Regions from separate parts of the Mus musculus genome. Here region 1 is linked to region 2. A link is a contact called in public HiChIP or PLAC-seq data. All regions are on one chromosome and are shown on one strand. The core of a region is the stretch at or near the end of the contact, and the rest is flanking DNA. Distances in the headings are between cores, read along the strand shown. Region 1 has its middle 18 kb from the start of Gm30310. Region 2 holds the start of Usp7 (ubiquitin specific peptidase 7).

What was found. HiChIP or PLAC-seq counts read pairs in DNA pulled down with a chosen protein or histone mark.
Region 1: a contact with region 2 is called in an HNF4G HiChIP or PLAC-seq map of pancreatic cancer cells. The contact joins the enhancer-like site here to the promoter of Usp7 in region 2. A contact is called at or near these places in 13 of 39 promoter capture datasets (the 3T3-L1 cell line, 3T3-L1-derived adipocytes, the C10 cell line and 8 more), 11 of 484 Hi-C or Micro-C datasets (the AML12 cell line, B cells, bone marrow-derived dendritic cells and 8 more), 17 of 115 datasets of contacts at active chromatin or transcription factors (the 230-238 cell line, the SCID.adh cell line, bone marrow-derived macrophages and 10 more) and 4 of 9 other capture datasets (adipose tissue, embryonic stem cells, liver and 1 more).

What each region holds. Positions count from the first base shown.
Region 1 is chr16:8,860,063-8,866,480 of GRCm38.p6, forward strand. No RefSeq gene overlaps it. Among named protein-coding and RNA genes, the nearest start is that of Gm30310, 18 kb to the right of the region's middle. Within about 2 kb of position 4,254, at least 91 of the 459 cell types and tissues checked have an H3K27ac peak or open chromatin away from gene starts, as enhancers often do. A contact at or near this core is called in the AML12 cell line, adipose tissue, embryonic fibroblasts and 2 more, where this site is marked.
Region 2 is chr16:8,736,716-8,744,141 of GRCm38.p6, forward strand. It overlaps Usp7 (ubiquitin specific peptidase 7), which reads right to left and starts at 1,627. Exons shown (of 31, transcript NM_001003918.2): 1 at 1,489-1,627. The coding sequence starts at 1,570.

The sequences.
Region 1 (6,418 bases), core at 3,004-5,503, 130 kb after region 2:
GCTACACAGAGAAACCCTGTCTCGAAGCAAAACAAAACAAAACATCTTCTACAGGTGAAATTAACCATTCAGGCAAGGAACAGGCTTACATCTGTAATCCCAGCATTGGGGAGACTGAGTCAGGAGGAGGAAGGATAATCACGAATTTGGAGCCAGCCTAGTCTATGATGGTGAGTTTCAGTCTGGCCTCAGCGACAAAGTGAGACCATGGCTCAATTAAATAAAAACAACCACAAAAAAAACTACCACACTATCAAAGCACCAATGCAGATAGACCCTCGCATTGCGGTCACTTGTCTGTTGCCATGTATCCCAGCCAGCAGTATGGGTCTAGGCTTCTTTGCAGCAGACCTTGGAGTTTTATTTTCACCTCTCCTATGAAGGAAGCTGATTTACTGGGTGATTTGTGTGTTTCAGTGCCTGGCTGGCTTCTAGCTTTTTACCTTTCCTGGCCCAGTTTCATCATTTCTGAATGGTAAAAAAGCCTCTGACTGTGGGGCATGTGGGCAGGTCATAGCACCACAGATTTAGCTGTTGGTGTTGTAGAATTCTGTGCTCCAGGTCTGGTGGCCAGAGGAAGTCCTGGACGCACGTTGTCTGCCGCTGCTTTGGAGAGTTCCGGCATAGGTATCAAGACAAGACACTCTGGACTCTGCAAGCCCAGAGTGGTGTTTTGTAGCCCGCCACAGGAAGGTCTTAAAGGTATGAGCTGTCTCAGCTCCTGGGGACCCAGTAGCCTCAGTATTTACTTTTGTACTTAGAATGCACATATCCGGGGCTGGTGAGATGGCTCAGTGGGTAAGAGCACCCGACTGCTCTCCCGAAGGTCAGGAGTTCAAATCCCAGCAACCACATGGTGGCTCACAACCATCCGTAACGAGATCTGACGCCCTCTTCTGGAATGTCTGAAGACAGCTACAGTGTACTTACATATAATAAATAAATAAATCTTTAAAAAAAAAAAAAAAAAAAAAAGAACCAAATCTAGCTTTAAAAAAAAAAAAAAAAAGAATGCACATATCCCTAAGTCCACCCAGGAATTGTAGTGGAGATTTGAGGAGATTCTTAGACCATTGCTCTCTGTTCTTGGGGTACAGTAATATTGTGTAGCTGCAAGTGTTTTAAGGTTGAATAGAACTGTGTGGGTTACGGAATACACTGAGTAAGTGCAGGAAGGCTTGCCTCTTGCTCATCTCGGTTTTTCACATTGTGGACCAATGATCTCCAGTGAAAAATAACTCCTTCAAGAAAGTCAAGAGTACATACACATGTTCACAGCTTCTACTGATAAGCCTCAGACTCGGCATTCACCTTTTTGGAGGATGGATTTTTTTTTTTTTTTGAGACAGGGTTTCTCTGTGTAGCCCTGGCTGTCCTGGAACTCACTCTGTAGACCAGGCTGGCCTTGAACTCAGAAATCCGCCTGCCTCTTCCTCCCAAGTGCTGGGATTAAAGGCGTGTGCCACTGCCCGACTGGAGGATGGATTCTGTAGTTTCCTGGGTACTTGCTGAACATGCTGTATGATGCCATAGCAACATCACCTTCATCGTGAGAACCTGGGTCCTGGACTAGTAACACCCAGCAATAACTAGGGTGGGTATGGATAGTTCCTGGATGAGGAAATAGATTGAAATGTGGTTTTAAAAAGCCAGATGATGGTGAAGCATGCCTTAATCCCACTCACTTAGTCCCAGAGGTAGAGCCAGGTGATCTCTGAGTTTGAGACCAGCCTAGTCTAGTTCAGGACAGCCAGGGCTACACAGAGAAACCCTGTCTCAAAACAAAACAAAACTCAAAAGTTTTCATAAAAGGTCCCCCCCCCCCCCACACACACACCTTGGGCCTTTAGATTGCTAAGAACTATAGAACATGTGTGATTAGAAGCATGGATTTGGGTTGGTGAGGTGTGGATGAAAATCCAGTTTTGCCCCTAGCTACTTACCTTCAGCCCTTCCTGGATCCTGTTACATGGTGAAGATGTCAATAGACACTTGGATACCCTCTGATGTGGGCATCTCAAATTTTCCTTGGTCTCTTGGATTCTGTTCCAGTTTCCAGCCTCCAATTCTAAAACACTCTTCTCTCCAATTTCATAGTTTCAACTTTGTGTATTAGAAGCAGCCTTTCTCAAGCTGTACCCCAGAAAAACTAGGTATTGTTTTCTTCTTAAAGATACTCAAAGCTCTGTAAGTAAAGAACCACCACTCGGGAGCTGCTGACAGTTCTGCAGAAGGGGTGTTGGGCTGGCCCCTTGCTAGGTTCTTTGTAGGTGACCATTGGCACTAGGCTCATCAGGCCCTAGGCTTGGAGGAAGCCACTGTGATCATTGCATTTCTCTGGGGCAGGCTTAATCACTGGGCTGGTCAGGAGGAAGTTGGCATTGCCACTGTCAGAGGCTGTGGTATGACTCACCCGATATGACCTGGCAGTGCTGTGTCTCCTGTGGTTTAAAACATTCCTGGATTCACTTCCTGTGATTGATTACAAGCATATAGAGACCAAAGGTTTGGGGCAGAACAGCATCTACTTCCCTGATCACTGAAGTCTTTGGCTTAAAGTCCTGGACTCTTAACTAAACCTGAGAATTGGCTGCCCTCGGGCCTAGGTCTCTGCTGACCATCCTGCCCCTGGAGTCCTTCCTTCAGGCGCTCTGCCCTAACCACAGGCAAGCTGTAGGTTACCCCCAGAGTGTTGCAGTGGAATTTTCCTGGCAGATGGTGACATGGGAAGGAGAGTTAAATCCAGAGAACCTGGAGCTAGGGCTTCAGGTCTGTGCATGCTCAGCCTGGCGCTCTTGTGGGTATGCTCTGTCTACTGAGCATTGCTCCCTTGCTTTTCTCGGCATAAAGGTGAATTAAATAAAAGGAAGTTCTGAGTCCTGACATTTGTTTTAATGTTTTTTAAATGACACTATACTTGGGGGTTTGTATGTACAGGTACAGGTGAGTTTCTGCTCTGCAGTTCATCTAGGGCAGGTCTTCTGGAGCCACACCTGCTATGAGGGAAACGGAATTAAGGTCAAGTCTGATGGATCCAGCAGAGAAGACTTGGTTCTAAACTGCACCAGCCATTGCAGTAAACTCACCAGGTCCTAGATACAGAAGCACAGTTGCAGCTCATTACTTTTTTGTTTGGTTTTTGGTTTTGCGAGACAGGGTTTCTCTGTGTAGCCCTGGCTGTCCTGGAACTCACTCTGTAGACCAGGCTGGCCTCGAACTCAGAAAACTGCCTGCCTCTGCCCCCCAAGTGCTGGGATTCCAGACGTGCGCCACCACTGCCCAGCCAACCAGCTCATCACTTTTGAAATCCTGTTATAGGCTGGATGCCCTACCTTTAAAGATCATTCACAAACATCTGTTCTTGCAAGCCAGTAACCAAAAGTACCATTTCAGGTGTGAAGGACGATGTAGAAAGTGCTCCTGCCTGATAGCATATCAGAGGGTCCTAGTGGATCCTTTGAGATGACTGTGGCACATTTCTCCAAGAGAGTTGAGGTGGACCATGTACCCAGATGAGAAGACTGGCTTGTTTATAGGTGTGTGTGGGAAGCATAATGAGACTATCACCATGAACAGGTTGCCTGTGTTTCTAGCACTCCCTCCACCTTCAGTACAGTGCTAGCTAGTGCCTGCTGGATCTAAACCCCCTTTTAAACCTATTCCTGAAGCTTCTACCTTCATTTGGGTTTCTAGAACCTTTGGAATGCCAGGAAACCCACGTTTCTGGGTATTTAATAACATGCTTGCATGGGGTACTGAGGGGACCAGTATCTGGAAGGAAAGGCTCCTTAACGAGGAAGATGCAGATTATTTCTACCACCCCCACACCCTCAGCTGGCCCTTCTGAGGCATGGCCGGAGTTACCACTTTCTGAGCCACTTGAGCCTTCCTTCTCTTACTCCAGTTGCATGTTCTAGTGCAAAATTCTAATTCCTGACTTTTGCATTTTGTTTTGTGACTTCCTTACTGGTTTACTGTTTTAATGTGTCTGCATAAACCTGGGTGGCTTTGTCTCATGTAGTAAATACCTTCTTATCTTATTGATGAGAACAGTGAGGCACTGAAGGGTTAAGGGAATGGCTGAATCACCAGAACCAGGATCTATCCAATTTCTGGTCTGTCGAGAAAGCACTTGTAGATGGCTCCTGTTTATCTTACGTTTGGGTTCAAATCAAGGAAGCACAGGGGTGTGTGGGGTGCGTCAGTGCCTCACCTCTAAGTGCCCAGGGCCAGACTGCAAACATTTACATGACCCTGGAAAGCTTGGGTGTGGCACCCCTGAGTGATTCCAAGATCTTCTGGAAGCTACATGTCACCCAGGAAGGTAAACAGATTCTGCACTGTTTCTTACCTTGGAGCCAGGCCTCCACAAAAGCTCCATTTTCAAAAGGTCGGCCTGAATCCCCCTACAGCCAGGAACCCTACATTCTTCCGTGACTCACTTCCTATTTGGGTGGAAGCTTGTGGAGACAAAAATATTTCTAAGCTGCTTCCAGAGAAACAGGGCTCCGCCCCTCCCCCCCCCCCCCCCCCCCAGGGCCTTAAAGCAATAGGCCCTCCAGACATGCTGTCGCAGAGCTAATGAATTTTGGAGCAAGGCATGGTTTGAATCCAGTGGACCTGCTGCTATAACCCAGGGTCCAGGTGCTTCCTACCCCCTTGGTTCTCTGAAACTACACCTCCAGCACCCAAGGGACTCCCCAGAATCATTCATAGAAGGATCAGCACCGGTCTCACCTTGGCCTCCTTTGCATTTTGTCTCAAACTGGGTCTCAGTACTCTGACCCGCAGCCCATGTCATCTTAAGGTTTATCAAGTACTAAGCCAAGGCTGTGGATATATGAGGTGTGAGCAGGTTAAATGGTAGAAATAGGTGACTCCTTAAGGGCATGGTTTCAAAGCGGTCACCTCTTTAAGGACAGTCACGTGATTTGCCCTGTACCTGCCTCTGTGATTTGACCAGACTGAAGCACACTTGCACACTCAGCATTTTGATACTCCTACACTGGTCAGACTGGCCTTAGACTACAGGGATGTGCCTCCATTCCTTGCTTGTGTGTTCAGAGCACCTTGACTCAACGAAACCCACTGGGAGGTTCTGTTTTGGAAACCTGAAGAGTGGATTGGTGCTGTACCCTCCCCATCCTGGATTTGAGCTGGTGGTTCACCCAGGACCAGTGTGTGATGGTCACCCAGTGACCATCTTAGGGTCAGGTCCTGCTTCAGCCCTCTAACTTCTCATTCATTCCTAGATGAGGGATACAGCCATTCACCAGGGCTCTATCCAAAGTCCTTCCAGAGGTTCCAACTGTGGTTACAAACCTGTTAACCACTGGCCAGAGGCAAAAAACTCATGGCCAGTCCTGCAGAAACAGAGGTCAGCAGTCTTGAGGTACAGTGAGTTCCAGTTGTCACACCATTCTGATAAACGTTACCGAACCCTCCTGGGTGCTTTGAACACATGTACCATCTGGTAACCCTGGAAGCAGGAATGTGCACTTTCTCACAAAGGTAAGTGGCTTACTTCTCAAACTTGGACCCTTCGGAGCTTGAGATTCCATGGGAGAGTAACATTTGGGGTTATTTGATATCCTTGATATTGTGTGTCATGTTTTTAAGAATTATTTATTTCATGTATATGAGTACACTATCACTATCTTTAGACACACCAGAAGAGGGTATCAGATCCTGATTATAGATGTTTGTGAGCCACCATGTGTGTGCTTGGGAATTGAACTCAGAACCTTTGGAAGAGCAGTCATTGCTTTTAACCACTATGCCATCTCTCCAGCCACCCCTCCCCTTTAAATATTTATTTACTTTATGTACATGATTACACTGTAGTTGTCTTCAGACACACCAGAAGAGGGCATCAGATCACATTGCAGGTGGTTGTGAGCCATCGTGTGGTTGCTGGGACTTGAACTCAGGACCTTTGGAAGAACAGTCAGTGCTCTTAACCACTGAGCCATCTCTCCAGCCCTCCCATTAAGTTTTTAATCAACATCCTCCCACCAGACTTGATACCTTCACATCTCATGTTGATCTTCAGGCAGACTGCTGGTACACAAAGAACAGAAATAAATATCCAGCCATACTGCTTGCATGCACTCTTAAGTGAATGCTCAAAGCAGATGGTAGGAATTGATTTTCTGAATTAAGCTTAGTGTCTCTGTGTGTATATGTATGTGTGTGTGTGTATGTATCCCCCTACATCAGCTATGATCTAGAGATAGGGACATGGCTTAGTGGATAAACTATTGCTAGCCAGATGTGAGAACTTGAGTTCAAATCCCCAGACTCCAGGGATATTACAGGGATGTGCTTCTGTAATCCTTGTGTTCGTACAGGGCAAAAGGGAGAGGTCTTAGTTACCGTTTTTTTTTTTTTGCTGTGAGGAAACACCATGACCAAGGAG
Region 2 (7,426 bases), core at 377-2,876:
CTTCCACCACCCTAATCTCGTCAAAACTTTGGACATAGACATTTTTCCAGATACAGTCTGTATCAGAAATATGCCCCCCCCCAGCGCTGTCCAATCTTATTCTCACAAAGCCCTAGAGGAGCAGTGAGGAAGACTTGAAAGGAAAACGGATGTTCACGTTCCGAGCAACTCTCCACTTTAGACGTGCATGAAATTATAGCATAAAAGGAGTACACTAATCTCCCAAAGGTGAGTTCCATCAGCTATTTGGTTTAATCGCACTTGCCAGACACTCTGAAATTACTGATTTGCTGAGGCCAAGAGAAACAGCCTAGTCCTTGGCATGAACTTCAGCTTCCCCCTTCCCCCGGCCCCCTAGGGCCTTTTTCCCTCTGCTGCATGGTCAGACAATTGTTTGATTCCCACTGATCACCATCAAGTTATTCACAGGGGGGGTCAAGAGTCAGTATTCCTAGCCTAGAGCATGCTACATCATACACAACAAATACAGTTTTACCCCAACTTCCTAGGAACCTTCATTCATTTATGAAAGCCACTATCACTTGCTGAACGGTCCATTCATTGCCCCTCACTGGGATTCCTGCCTGTCTGACCCCTTTAGGGCAGGTAACCGCGCATACTGCCTTCACTTAAAGTACCAAGTCAAAAGAAAAGAAAATGACCAACCCAGCATGAGATCCCGAAGCCAGAGTCCCTCCACTGCGCTTTCACAGCAAACCTTGATAGCGAAGCTCTACAAACAGTATAAAATCCAGTACCAAGATAAATTCCTGCGGCTCCGGTAGAAAACATAGTTACCTCCAGAACTTAATCTGCTTCTGCAGTAGGCCAGCCATGTGCGGCGGAACTCCATAGTTTCAAGCACACTTTTTAGCCGGACGTGGACGGCACCACCTACAGCCAGGTACCCAAACTCCTCCACAAGCCCAGGTAACTTATAAACTAGGCGAACCTGAGTACTTTCCCAGCAAGTCCAAAGGCTGAGGGCAGCTGCGCGCCTTGCAGGTGTCTCCGCAATTAAGCGCGACGCCCGGCAGAGCGCTCGGAAGTTATTGGGGGGAGGCTCTCCGGGGGCGCGTTCAGAAGCAGGTGCAGGGGAACCTGCGCACCCGCTCCCATACCCACCCCAAGAGCTCAGGGGCCGGGGAGCAGGCCCAACCAGCCTGGCCAGAGCCACACACCCCGGAAAGAGGACGGTCCCCGGGGCCCGCCTCCCAACCTGGGTACCCGGAGCCAACACACCTCGATCCTAATTTACGACTCCGGCGCTTTGTGCCCAGCAGCCCGTGCGCTGCACAATGCGTGAACTCGGGGGTCCGGGGCCACCCCCCGCCGGGCCGCATGACTGTGCAGCCCCGGCCCGGCAAAAGCGCCGGGCCGAGCGGGGCCGAGCGGCAGCCCGGCCTGGTTAAAGATGGCGAGGCCCTCGCGTGGCTCCCGCGGCCGCCCGGACCACAATGAAAGCGCCGGCCCCGCTGCGGGCCTCACCTTCCATCTCCATGTCCTCGGGCTCGCTCAGCTGCTGCTCGCCCGCTTTCTGCTGCTGCTGCTGCTGCTGTTGGTGGTTCATGTCGGCCGCGGCCTGGGCCTCGCCTGCGGCCGGAGGCCCGGGCTGCGGGCCCGGCGGGCGGGCGGCTGCTAGCAGAGGCGGCGGCGGCGGCGGCGGCGGGGCGGCCTCCTCCTCTTCCTACCCGCGCGTCGTCGGCGGCGGCGGCCCCGGGGCGGCCCGCGGCGGGCGGCGGCGGCGGCGGCGGCGGCAGGGAGACGCGCACGTACTTGCTCGCGATTCGCCCAATCTCGGCGCCGAGGCGGGCGGGCGGCGGCGGGCCGAGCCGGGCGGCCTCCTCGCTCGCTGCGGCCGCCGCTGCCGCCGCCGCCGCCGCCGCCGCAGGGCCCGCCTCCCGCCGCCGGGGCCGGGGCTGCGGGGCCGCGGGCCGGCCGGGGGCGGAGGGCGGCCGGGCGGGGGCCGCGTAGTCAGCCCCGCCTCGGACCGGGCGCGGAAGGCTGGAGGCCGGGCGGGCCGCGGCGAGCCTGCGGGCCCGGGTGTGGGCTGCGGCGGCGACCGCTGAGGCTGCGCGGGCGGGTGACCGGCTGGCCGCGCTCGGGGCGCTGAGGCCTCCGCCTCCTCGGCGTCGTCGTCGGGGCTCCGGCAGCGGACGCGGCGCCCGGCGGCTCGGCTCGGCTCAGCTCGCTCTCAAAATGGCGGCGGCGTGAAATGTCACATCCGCATGGGGGGCGAGAGCGGAGCGAACGAGACGAGGGCGGGCGGCGGGCGGAGCGGGAGGCGGAGCGGGAGGCGGAGCAGGGAGCGGCCCGCCCGCCGCCACCGAGGAGCACCCACCCCGCGCGCCGGCCGCCCGCCCGCCAGCCCTGCTGGAGCGGGGCGCCGGGGTCTCCTCTGTGAGGCAGCGGAGCGCAGCCCAGGGCCGCGGGGCTCCGGCTGAGGGTAGGGGTGCTCGCGGGAACTGGGCTGGACAAGGAGCCCAAGGCGCGGCGCCGTTTTACGGCCCGTAACCGGCCCCGGGATTCTCACCCGGGCAAATACGTGGGAAACTTAACTCTTTTGCACCCTAGATCCAATAAGGCAAAGTGTAGTCCTTCGGCTCTCACCTATCCCAGCATTCATTTATTTCCTCTCTAGGAGATCAGGTTGGCCACGATCGTCCACTGGGAAAGAGTCTCTCGGGTAGTCCAAGCTGGCCTGGAACTTTTCATGGTGCTTGATGGACACCTGATCCTCCTGCGTCTACCTTTCTAAGTTTTAGGAGTCAAATTTTTTTAAAAGCGAACTTTTCAATACAAGAAATTTGAAGAGGGAAAATCTGATTGATTTAAGGCCTAAGCGCCAACTGACTTGGGGGGGGGGGGGTAGCACATGCCTTTTTAATCCCAGAATTTGGGAGGCGGAGGCAGAGGCTGAGGCAGTAGGATCTCTTCGAATTGGAGGCATGGCCAAGCCAACCAGGACTCAAACAAATCAACAACAAAACAAGAACATCTTGGCCTGAACGCTTCCCATCAAGGAACTTCCTCCTACCAGGTCCCAAAGGCACCTGATTCACCAGAAACCTGCCCCTTCCTCCTTCCCAAGGTCACCCAGAGTTGGGTGCAGGGGGTTGGGATAGTCGTACTGCAAATACTATTGAACAACTTGCTTTCACAAAAAATTAATTAGTAATAATAAAAAAAGAGCCTTTTCTAGCACTTCATGACTTGCAAGGAAAATAACCAGCTAGTCCAGGAAAAAAAAAATGCAACAATTTGCTATCTTGCCTTAGGACACCAGTCAACCCAACTTCCCTTGCTGAAGTTCAAAACCTAAACAGAGGCCAGCAAAATGGCAGAGTGGGCAAAGGTGCTGTCACCAAGTCCTATGACCTGAATTCCAGCAAGTTGGCCTCTGGTTTCCACTGTGCATGCTGCAAAAGCGCACACACTCAAATAAATATATGTACATGTAATTTTTTTTTTTTTACTTAAAGGGGGAAAAAACCCAAAGTGGATAAAGGAGAGATGGTTCTGTATCTTTTATCTAATGTGCCTGGAACCAGAAGTGTTTCACATCTCAGTCTGGGGAATTTTTGACTGTACATAAAAGGAGGTATCTTTGATAACAGAACCCAAATCAAGGTAAAATCCATATATTTCTGAGATACCTTATACATAATCTTATACAGAATTTTGTATTTGACTGCAACCCCGTACAAGGTCAGGTATAAAATTTTCCACTCTACTTGGGGCCAGCAAAAGGCTCAGCAGGTAAAGGCTGTTGCCACCACGCCTGACCAGTGAGATCCTTGAGCCCCACATGGTAGAAGAGAACTGATTCAATAGTCCTCTGACTTCCACTCATGCTCACGTGCCATCGCACATATGGTGGGGTGCCAATTCATGAGCACACACACAATCAAGTTCCATTTCCAGCATCATATTGGTATTCAAAAGTTTCAGATTTCAGAACATTTTAGATTTAGGAGTCTCTGACTAGAGCTATTTAACTTGAATATACACATAGTGAAATACTACATAGCAGTGAAAAAGAGTAAGATCCCGCCAGGCGTGGTGGCGCAAGCCTTTAATCCCAGCACTCAGGAGGCAGAAGCAGGCAGAGTCTGCTGGTCTGGTCTACAGAGTGAGTTCCAGGACAGCCAGGGCTACACAGAGAAACCCTGTCTCGAAAAAAAAACAAACAAAGAGTAAGATCCCACTATGTGTTACTTATAAAAGGGATGAATCATACTTTAAGAAAACAGCCCAAAGGCTACAAATACTTCCACCTCCATCAAGGTCCTTAGCAGGCAAAGCAATTTCAAGAAAAAGAGAAAAATAGATTGAACCTTGGCAGCTAGAGACTGGCATGTTGGGGCTTGGGGATTGAATGCTGTCTCTCTGTAAAGTTTTCAAGGAAAGACAGAGACAATAGACAGCAGAGGATAGCCTTGGAGTGTAATGAAAACACTCTCAAACAAGATCAGGGTCATAGGCTAGTCTACAGCAGAAGTGACTTCACTGTATACTTTAAATATCTATTTTATTATGTGTACATGTGTGCATGTACATGCCCACCCGTGAAGGCCAGGAGAGGGCATCAGAACCTGTGCAGCTAGAGTTACAGGCCAATGTGAGCTGGCCAATGAGGGAGTTGGGGACTGAACTCATATCCTCTGTAAGAGCAGCAACTGCTCAGAACCACCAAGCCCTAACTATACATTCTAGTCATGCTTTTTAACTGCTCCAAGACTATGATTTAACACTTTAAGAGCCCTTTGGCTTGTTAGTCTCTAGAAGTCACTGCTTTCTTTCTTTTGTATGTAGTGTCTCTGGGTTTATATGTATGTCCACATGAGTGTGGGTGTGGCTTACCAGTGGAGCTGTTCTAGAGAGCAAGCCTGCCTAGCCAGCTTGCTCTGGGGCTCCCCTTCTGCTCCTCCTGCGCTGAGGTTACAGGTCAACTGTGGACCATAAATGGGCAAATTGTATGGCACATACATCAACAAGCCTACTGAGCTTCCACGTATAAACATCCCAGGAGGACCATTTTCTTAACCCAGAAAACCCAACAGGATTATGCAAATCCAGAGGGTCAAATCCCTTAGTTCACTTCAAGAACACCCAGGAAACTGCCCAAGCCATCAAGGGAACTGCATATCTGAAATACCACCAAGTATCTGAGCAGTGTAAAGAAGCCATGAGGAAGGAAACCCGATCTGTGCTACAATGGAGGAGTTGGCAGAAGCACCCAGGCACACAGTGGGGCTGTGCTGAGGCTCGGTGACCATGCCTAAAAATGCAGGTGGCGGCATTTGGGTGCGGATTCTCTAGTCATTGAGCACATCCATGTGAAGGATGGAGCTGATATAGCTCATGGCCTGGCTGGCCCATATATGAGCCCTGCTGCCAGGCTGATGTGATCCTCGCTAAAAAGGAGCAGACTGTTCCAAAGCCAGAATAAAATAAATGCAAATAAAAAGGAAAAGACAAACAAACAGAAAGCCTACCTTGGTACCCAATTGGCATCTAGCTAGAAGTAACAATTAGTTCATTAAGAATCTGAGTGATGGGCTGGTGAGATGGCTCAGCAGTTAGGAGCACCGACTGCTCTTCCAAAGGTCCTGAGTTCAAATCCCAGCAACCACATGGTGGCTCACAACCATCTGTAATGAGATCTGATGCCCTCTTCTGGAGTGTCTGAAGACAGCTACAGTGTACTTACATATAATAAATAAATAAATAAATAAATAAATAAATATTAGAAAACATACCTTAAAAAAAAAAAGAATCTGAGTGACGGGGCTTGAGAGATGGTTCAGGGGTTAAGAGCTCTGACTGTTCTTCCAAAGGTCCTGAGTTCAAATCCCAGCAACCACATGATGGTTCACAACCATCTGTAATGGGATCCAGTGTGTCATCTGGTGTGTCTGAAGACAGCTAAGTATACTCATATAAATAAATAAATCTTAAAGAAAAAAAAAAGAATCTGAGTAAAAATGTCCCAGCAAGAGCAAGATGGCTCACGTATAAAGGCACTTGCTGCTGGCTTCACTCCCATCCCTACAACCCACACGGTAAAGGGACAGAACCAACTCCCCCAGGTTAGCCTCTGACCTCCACTGGCCTACCAGGTCACCCCGACTCCGCCCTCCACACGTATGCACAAAAATAACTAGGGACTCTTAAAATGAAGATACACCAGAGGTGTCTGTGCAGACAGCTGGGAAGCTGTGGGTCTGGAAGGCACACATGGTCCACAGACACAAGCCCGAGGCACTAGTGAAGAAGAGTCAGAGACCCTCTCTTGCCCCTCACCCCCCAACCTGGTCACTTCCTGCATTACTTTTCATGTTATGTATATGAGTCCACTGTCACTGTCTTCAGACACAGCAGCAGAGGCATTGGACCCCATTACAGATGGTCGTGAGCCTCCACATGGGTGCTGGGACTGAACTTCTTTGCACTGTATGGTATTATTATACAACAGAACTGGGAAGGGGGAATCTAAACTCCAATACTATTGCTAGTTCTGTGATTAACTTGTATTACATAGCAGGGCTAGGGTGCAGCGCTATAGTAGAGCACTTGCTTAGCATGGGGCAGGTTCTGGGTTCCATCCCTAGAAGTGCAAATAAAAAGTACATATGAAGAAGGATTTGGGGGATTAAAGTTAGTAAGTTGCTCAAAGAAGCTTTTCTCAGCAGTAGACAGGCGGTAAGTGCAGAAATCTATGAGAAAACAGAAGACTTCCAGAGCTCATCTCTAAAGGCACACAGCCCTTCCCTAAGGTTCAAAGGCATCACTGAAGAGGAGACAGAATGACGGTAAGAGCCAGGGGCATGGACATCTCCAGTGAAATCATATTTGTGTGACCTGACAGACAGGGCTATTCAGCACATGAACTCACAGCATCTGAGACTGCACACACACCTAGGCCATCGAAAGCATGGAAGAACCCCATCAAGTCCTAGCTGAGTAGCTTTTGACAAGTGAAGGCTGTCCATGCTCCAATACAGTCCCATACTTCATGCACATATAGGCATACAGGTAGCAGAAAATGCACTTGATGTGTTATAAATAAATAATAACTAAGCAAGCAAGTACATGAGATTGAAGAGGGAAAAATTATGGTGCTGGGTGTTAGGCATCAAACCTGGAACAAATGGCTATGGTGTCTCTTTAATATATCAAAACATACCTGGTTCTCCAGCAATCTCTCAGCCCCTTCCCTCCTGACTGGCATACCCCACTCTCTACCCTGAATTCTCCAGCCCAAGGGGTAGGCTGTTCTTCCTATATAATCCAACCGTTTCGGTTACCTGCTCTTTTTTTTGTATCTTTAGGCCTCCTGGTCCCTGCTCTCCCCTTCCCCTTTCCCCTTCCCCTCCCTCTCCCTCCACTGCACAGCTCAGTCTGGTGGCATCCAGTCTGAAGT